2 separate regions of the Rattus norvegicus genome follow, and region 1 is linked to region 2. The links are chromatin contacts, called in public Hi-C maps. All regions are on one chromosome and are shown on one strand. Each heading gives the region's core, a stretch centred on a gene start, on an enhancer-like site or on the middle of the called end of the contact. The rest is flanking DNA. Distances are from core to core; before and after follow the strand shown.

Evidence for each region. A called contact is a pair of places that touch in the nucleus more often than the background predicts.
Region 1: a contact with region 2 is called in a Hi-C map of the A7r5 cell line, with 2.8 times the contacts expected there. The contact joins two enhancer-like sites. A contact is called at or near these places in 3 of 12 Hi-C or Micro-C datasets (the A7r5 cell line, the Rat2 cell line and kidney).

Annotation. Positions count from the first base shown.
Region 1 is chr20:20,411,736-20,415,519 of GRCr8, reverse strand. All of the region lies in intron 4 of Arid5b (AT-rich interaction domain 5B), which reads right to left. Among named protein-coding and RNA genes, the nearest start is that of Arid5b, 110 kb to the right of the region's middle. Within about 2 kb of position 1,984, at least 33 of the 93 cell types and tissues checked have an H3K27ac peak or open chromatin away from gene starts, as enhancers often do. A contact at or near this core is called in the A7r5 cell line, where this site is marked.
Region 2 is chr20:20,234,387-20,237,723 of GRCr8, reverse strand. It overlaps LOC102546554 (a long non-coding RNA gene), which reads left to right. Exons shown (of 4, transcript XR_005497640.2): 3 at 500-555; 4 at 2,153-3,337. Among named protein-coding and RNA genes, the nearest start is that of Trnaa-agc57, 47 kb to the left of the region's middle. Within about 2 kb of position 1,878, at least 20 of the 93 cell types and tissues checked have an H3K27ac peak or open chromatin away from gene starts, as enhancers often do. A contact at or near this core is called in the A7r5 cell line, where this site is marked.

The DNA.
Region 1 (3,784 bases), core at 735-3,234, 180 kb before region 2:
ATATTTCTCTGTTAACAGCCCTGATCATAACCTGGATTTCTCTAACCCTAGAAGCGTATCTTTCCGGCAGAGTAGCGTTTATAGAAAACGAAATTTAGGTTTTCAATTAGGCCCGACTTTCTCTTTCATATTCAAATGCTGCACATATCCTCCAACATGTTTACAGAGTTTTCCCAGATTTCTAAATAAATACAGCTAAAGAAATTCTGAAATATACACATTTTAAAGATGGCTTCACGTGCACCGAGCTATGCCCAGATGTTGAGCATTCCAAGTTTCTCAATAAATGAACACCACGCCAGGAAGGCAAACGTGAGCTGACAGTATTTAGTCTAAGTTCCTTTAAGTGGTTTAACATGTTCAATAACAGTATTTCATTATCAGCTGTTATCAAGGCATTCAGAGAGGAGGTTTGTGGGATGTGGGGCTGAGCAGCATAAATGTGGTTATTGCAGTGATTGTTTGGGGTTTTCATGATCTGCTGTGGCAACAAGTCTTGTCTTCTGTCTTCTGAACCCCATACATATATATACATATATACACATATGTATATATACATACACACATGCATACATACACACATATAAGTATATATACACACACATATATGTATATATACACATACACATATATACATACACATATATACACACATATGTGTATGTATATACACATATATGTATGTATACACACATACATATGTATATACACACATATATATACATATACATATATACACACATATGTATATATACACATATATGTATATATACCCACATACATATGTATGTACACACACATATATTTATATATACATATACACATATAATGTATATATACATACACACATATATACACACACATATATACACGCACACATATGTGTATATATACACACATATGTATATATATACACACATATACATACACATATATGTATATATACACACATACATATGTATACACACATATATACATACACATATGTATATATGTATATATATACAAGCACACATATATGTATACATGAATTTCATATACATATACAAATATACGCATGTGAATATATCTGAATACATCTATTCATAACAAATCCATGATCCTAGCGCACTGCCGTGAGTGCTCATTAACAACCACCACAACCCCACAGTCGGTTCTGTGAGCTTTGAACCGGTTCCAGAACGAGGCCTGCAGCAAATGGCAGCTTGGCCTTTTCGCTTCTCTGAAAAAAAAAAATTTTTTTTTAACAGTTAAAAAAAGGATTGCAGAAAATTCCCCGTAACCACTCCCTTCGCACCTTTTATCTCCTTCTCTAAATCCGTAATATTCACTCACTAAATCTCCAAGGTTGCTGTGCTCTTATGTAATACTTAATTCTCTCCCTCTCTGGTGTTGGCTTGTGAAATGTCTTTAATTAAAAAAGCTAAAAGCTCTCTAAATCTGGATGGCAGACTCATTTCCAGGGCACTCAGGCATGTTGTCTAATTTTAAAACTCTGACAGGATACATGTAAATTTATGCAAGTTTCACAAAAGTCACAATTTCCTCCTTGAATTCAAGCTAAAGAAAATGGCCCCAAGCTCTTTCCAGAACTGTTTACTTGACTGGAGAGCTTTTTTTTTTTTTTTTTCCCATTGTGTCAGAGGTGATTATTGCGGAAGATATCCCCAGTCAGCATCCTGTAGATCTGGTCAGAAGGAAGGAGTTAAATTTCCCTGATTATTGATCAAACAGACTCTTTGATCCCCAAGCTCAAACTGGGAAACACCACTGGCGAGGAGGGGCTTGAGGATATTATCATGCAAATTATTTTGGTTGACGGTAATTAAGAAATTATAGGTTAAGAAAATCAGTAATTGTTCACATGAGTCATTAATGTGTTTTCGTTCCTGGTAGAATGCTCTGGCACGCCCTTCCTCTCTTGCTTTAAATAAGCAAGGAGGGGAATGCGCAGTATTTGCAGCTCAGCAGAGCGACGTATTAATAGAAAGTTTGCTTGGAAGGGCAGCTTTGTAGAACCACGAAACTGGTTCTCTGCCTCTCTCCATATAATGTCCTTCACCCAGGAACCATCTTTAGAAAGCAGGGGTAGCCTATTTGAGTATCTGAGGCAGGGTCATCCCTGAGTGGGAACTGTTTCCCCCTCCCACCCTTCAGAAGTCCTAATCATTGGTCCCAATGCTTAGGAAATCTACACAGAAAAACCACACACTCAGGGACTCAGAACTAGCCTAGCCACGGGCCATTAAGCAGTTCCAGCTAATTCCGTGACTCCCTAGAAACAAATCTTGGCCTGGAACTCAACCTTTGCCAACATTTGCTTTGGAGAGATTTTTTTTTTTTTTTTTTTTTTAGATCCACAGGAAAGAGACTCCAAGTGGATGATGGGAGGTTTGAGACAGGCTCACGAATGATGGGCACACCGGTTAGCTTATAAATCACTGATCCATGAAGGAACACAAATGAAAATTATGCTTTTGTTTTTTTTTTTTTTGAAAGGCAGCCTCAAGTACTGACATGTGATACATGATACATAATAATGCTCTTAAACTGGCTCTGACATAATTTCTCTGGCAGCTCTAATAACCACAAATGATTGCTTTAGTTAAGAACTAGCCAGAAGCAAAATAGAGCCATGTAAAAGTAGTTTGAGCCATAAATACCTCAACAATATTTTATGTCACTTTGTAAAAAGTTAAAGGAGTTTTATAATAATTAACAACAACAACCCCCCCCCAAGGAAAAAAAAAACCCTACGCCGCGACGGACACTATGAAAGCTTATTTCATAGTCCCAAGGCTGCCAGCGTGGTAAATTATGTAGGCACCAGAGAAGCATTAAGGAGAAATAATAGCAACTTAAATGAAGGCTGACGTAATTCATGATAAACAGTCATTGGAAAATATTACAGTGTTGTCTTTTTTTTTTTTTTTTGAGTGGGTTTAATCAGGAGAATATGACCATACTCTAACACAAACCACTTCCCTTTTCCACCGTTAGTAGTTGGGAATTCTGGCATTCACCCTCCCTAGCTGCAAGGTTTTTATTCACCATAATTGCTGGATCCCGGGACCCTCAACACCTCCGGGGACCTTAACGACGTCAATTTGGAATTCTGATTGATGGAGGAGCTTCCAAGACAAAGCCCCAAATCTCTGAGCTGCCTGGTTGGTCCAAAAGTGGGGCTGAAATGGGAGGGTGGTATAGCCAGAGTGCTATAAGGAATACATATCAGCAAGGGTGGTTAAGGACTGCCAACACTGAAGAATGTCCCTTCTAATAGGTTCGGAGATGTGTCAACCAGGCACCTATCCTGATAAGAGCGAAGCTTGGCTCTGGATGGTAGTGGGTGAACTCTAAGTCTAGTAACACACAAAGAGGTAAACACAGTCACAGCCTAACCTGCCAATCTCATTAACGCCGAATGTCACCAGGTCATGGCTGGAAGATGTGAAATACCATAGAGTTGTCATGGAGATGGTTTAAGTCTGAAGGTGAATTAAGAGTTGTCACCTGCTGTGTGGAACCCCTGATTAGGAGCATTGGCCATAGAGAGAGCTTCCTTCAGATATGGAGGCTGGGTGCTATTTAACGCCCTAGCACTCACCCCACTTCTGTGAGTTTAAAGGGAAGACATAATACACAATTATGTCTGCAAGGCCTTCCAGTGTCAAGTTCCTTCAAATGTCTTTAAGTCCTATATTGATGACCTGTGCTGGGGAAGGACAGGGAGCCTAAAACAGAAAGCAGAAAATCCTACATTTTCTTCTCTCCACTGGCTTCT
Region 2 (3,337 bases), core at 629-3,128:
GTATGTTTGCCTGATTTTAAAAATATGATCCCAAGGGGAAAATAGCATGTCCATGGAGACAAATGATTACCAATCTCAAAATAGTTTTACTGTATTTTTTTTTTTTTAAACCCAGCCACAAACATTCACTTTTGGATTCTTAACCTAATTTCCCAGAGCCACCCAGCACATCTTTATTTTTGCATGTTCTGCCTAAGTCTTTAAGGTCTCCGTTGGTTAATGTTTAATGCTCTCTATGGCCAGTGTTTGATGTTTACACTTTATTGGGTTAACCAAATTTGTAGAACAAATTAAATGTGTGCAGGTCTTTGGCAAGCCACATTTAGATATGTGTTGCTCGGAAACCGTTTCATTGTTCAATACTGCATGCCCCAAATAGTTTCAATTAACTGTTTTTTTTTCCCTTCCTGGCAATATCTGAAGCTATCTGCATTGCTTTTGGGAAATTATTACTTCGTAAATTTACAGATGTTACAGCCCCATCCCCCTCTGCTTCCAGAGAGCACGTCACAGCAGAAAATACCACATCTGGGTGAAATGGAGTGCCAGCAACAGGTAACCTATTAAGCTAGAGTGACCAAAGACCAGAAAAATATGTTAGGGGTGGGGCAGAGGAAAGGGGGGGTCTGTGGGAAGAGGGAGTGAGGAATGAGAGCTGGAATTTGTGTTACTACAAAAGATACATGCTGGAAGAAAATGCAGAGAAAAATAGCACCATTTAGGTAAAAAAAATATTAACGTAATTATCTGGAAAATGTATTAGATTTCAGTCTACTAGTTTAATTTTCTTTTTTAAATACAACAGTTTTAAATGTTTATCTGTGCATGAGCGTGTGTACCCACACACACACATGCGTGTTCACATACACGTGCAAGTGAGTGCACGGGGACACACACACACACACACACACACACACACACACACACACACACAAAGAAGTCAGGTGCCCACAGAGGCCAGAGGTAGCAGGTCTCCCTGGAGCTGGAGTTACAGCTGATTGGTCACACACCGATGTAGATGAACTTGAGTCCTTTTAACTTAACTGCCGAGCTATCTCTCTGGAAGCCAGTTTTTCCTTTTTGAATTTATTTAAAGGGTCATGTGCTTCCACAGCAATGGGCAGACCTGGGGAAGCCAATGTTTACATTCTATGTCCAGCAATGTCGGGCCTGCCCAGCATGAATTTGGCCAGACGCTCTTTCCAACTTCACTGAACACCATCTGCTAGACAAGTCAGCCATGATCTCTAGAGTGTCACACACTCCAAAATTCTGAGGACACACTCCAAAAAATTCTGCTCCCATTAAATAGTCATTTTTGTATATGAAAGAGATTTATTTTGTTTTTAATGCTGTGTATGTATGTGTGTGTATGTGTATGTATGTGTATGTATGTGTGTGTAGTTGTGTGCATGTGTTAGGGAAGAGACCTGTGCATCCAGAAGAGGGCACATCGGACCCTCAGAAGGAGTTACAGGCAGTTGGGAGGCTTCTGATGGGTGCTGAGAACCAAATTTGGATCTGCTGCAGGAGACCTATGCACTCTGAACTGTGGGACCCCGTCTCCAGTCTCTTAAAATTCTTCGGGAGTTGGGGCGAGGTCATGGCTTACAATTCTTTTTAAAAGAACAACTGAATTTAATATTCCTTCCGGCGTGTCTTGACTACAGCCATTAGCAATTCATCCTCCATTTTCCTAGCCCGTATTTTCTTACAGCCTCGCTGAGAGATGCCGAGGTTTTGACCCAGTGTGAGAAAATATTAAGATGGTTCTGAGATTTCATCACCAGACGAAAATAAGGAATCCCCAAACTGCAGGGTCCCAGATGGACTTTGGGGCTCAGGTTTCTAGGGGCGTCAGATTTCCCCTGGCTCCTAAAGTCTAGCAGAGAGAGGCCGGGTCTGGAGTAGTATCTGTTTTTCTGGCACCAGAACCATAGCTGAACACTAATGTGTTTAACAGTTGGACTTATTTTTAATCTACTGTATTAGGGAGCGCAAATTTAATCAAGAACAAAATGTTACCGATGGTGTTTTTGTTTCTGTGCATGCATACATTTCCCCGTGCTGTCTCGTGTTCTCTTGAGCTACAAGCTCTCTCTCCTGACATCTGACTTATTTCATAACATTAGATTTTTTTTTTTTCTTTCAGTGCCAATGTTTGTGGAGGGTGAAGGAGAGAAGTGAGGAGCTGGAACCCCCACCCCTGCCCCGCCCCCACACCCCCGCCATTAAAGAAATAATTGCAGAACAGATTTTAACAATTACTGTCCCTGCAGCGACTGTTGTTATGGACGGAGCTAATAAATGTCTTCAACCATTACCACTCTGAGATACACTCTCAGCTTATTTTCTGCCTTTGGAAGGCACGGCTGGGTTGAGGCATTCTTTTTAGCTCCCCCCCACCCCAGCCACCACCCCCCCTTAATCAAAGAAAGAGATCTTATCTCTCTGCCCAGCCTAGCTTACCCCTCCCTCTCCCCTCCTCCCTCAATGCCTATTTTACTGAAACCTGACTTGCAGGTCAGGGAACTGGTAACAGATTAATTTTACTCAAAGAGGAACACTAAGTATTTTTGGCCGGGACACATGAGAATCCTGTTATAATATTACCATTTCCCCCCCCTTCTAAATTAAATATTAGAAAAAATTAAGCCAAGTAGTGGCCCACGCTACAGTGGAAAGTATTTCTCTCGCAAACACGGGGAGATAAACGCTTGTGTGAGCGGAGGCACGATAAATATGCATTACGTTAAAAAAACCTAGATCATGCAGGTTTTTAGAGTTATAGCTAAAAGTGGTTTAGTGTTTCATGCCTAATAATAGATTACGCCTATCTTATTTCCAACCTTCATTTCTCCTCTCTTTGAAGTCCAGCCATATAAAAGTTGTTTGTTGAACCACACTAAAGTTAAAGCAAATATTACTTAGGGTGATTCATACTGGCAAGAATTTGCAACGAAGGCAGTGGTGTGTGTGTGTGTGTGTGTGTGTGTGTGTGTGTGTGTGTGTGTGTGTGTGTGTCTGTGTGTCTGTGTGTCTGTGTTGCCTGAGTCAAAGGAAATGAAATGTTTGTAATATTTTTCGGTTGATAAATTTATTAAAACATTCTCGAAGCTTGTAAGGGAAGCAAGGCTGACATCCACAGACTCTGCAAACAGATTACACCCGGCCCTGTGGGGGAGGCAGACCTTAAAGAGGGAAAAATTCTCTGGATTTCAGAAATTGCCACTAGGTCACAGTAATACTTAATTAACTGAATCCATTAACAGAGGGCTATAACCTAGTTGTTAAGACGAAGGGAGAAAAAAAAAAACAAGGAGAAAAAAAAAAACAA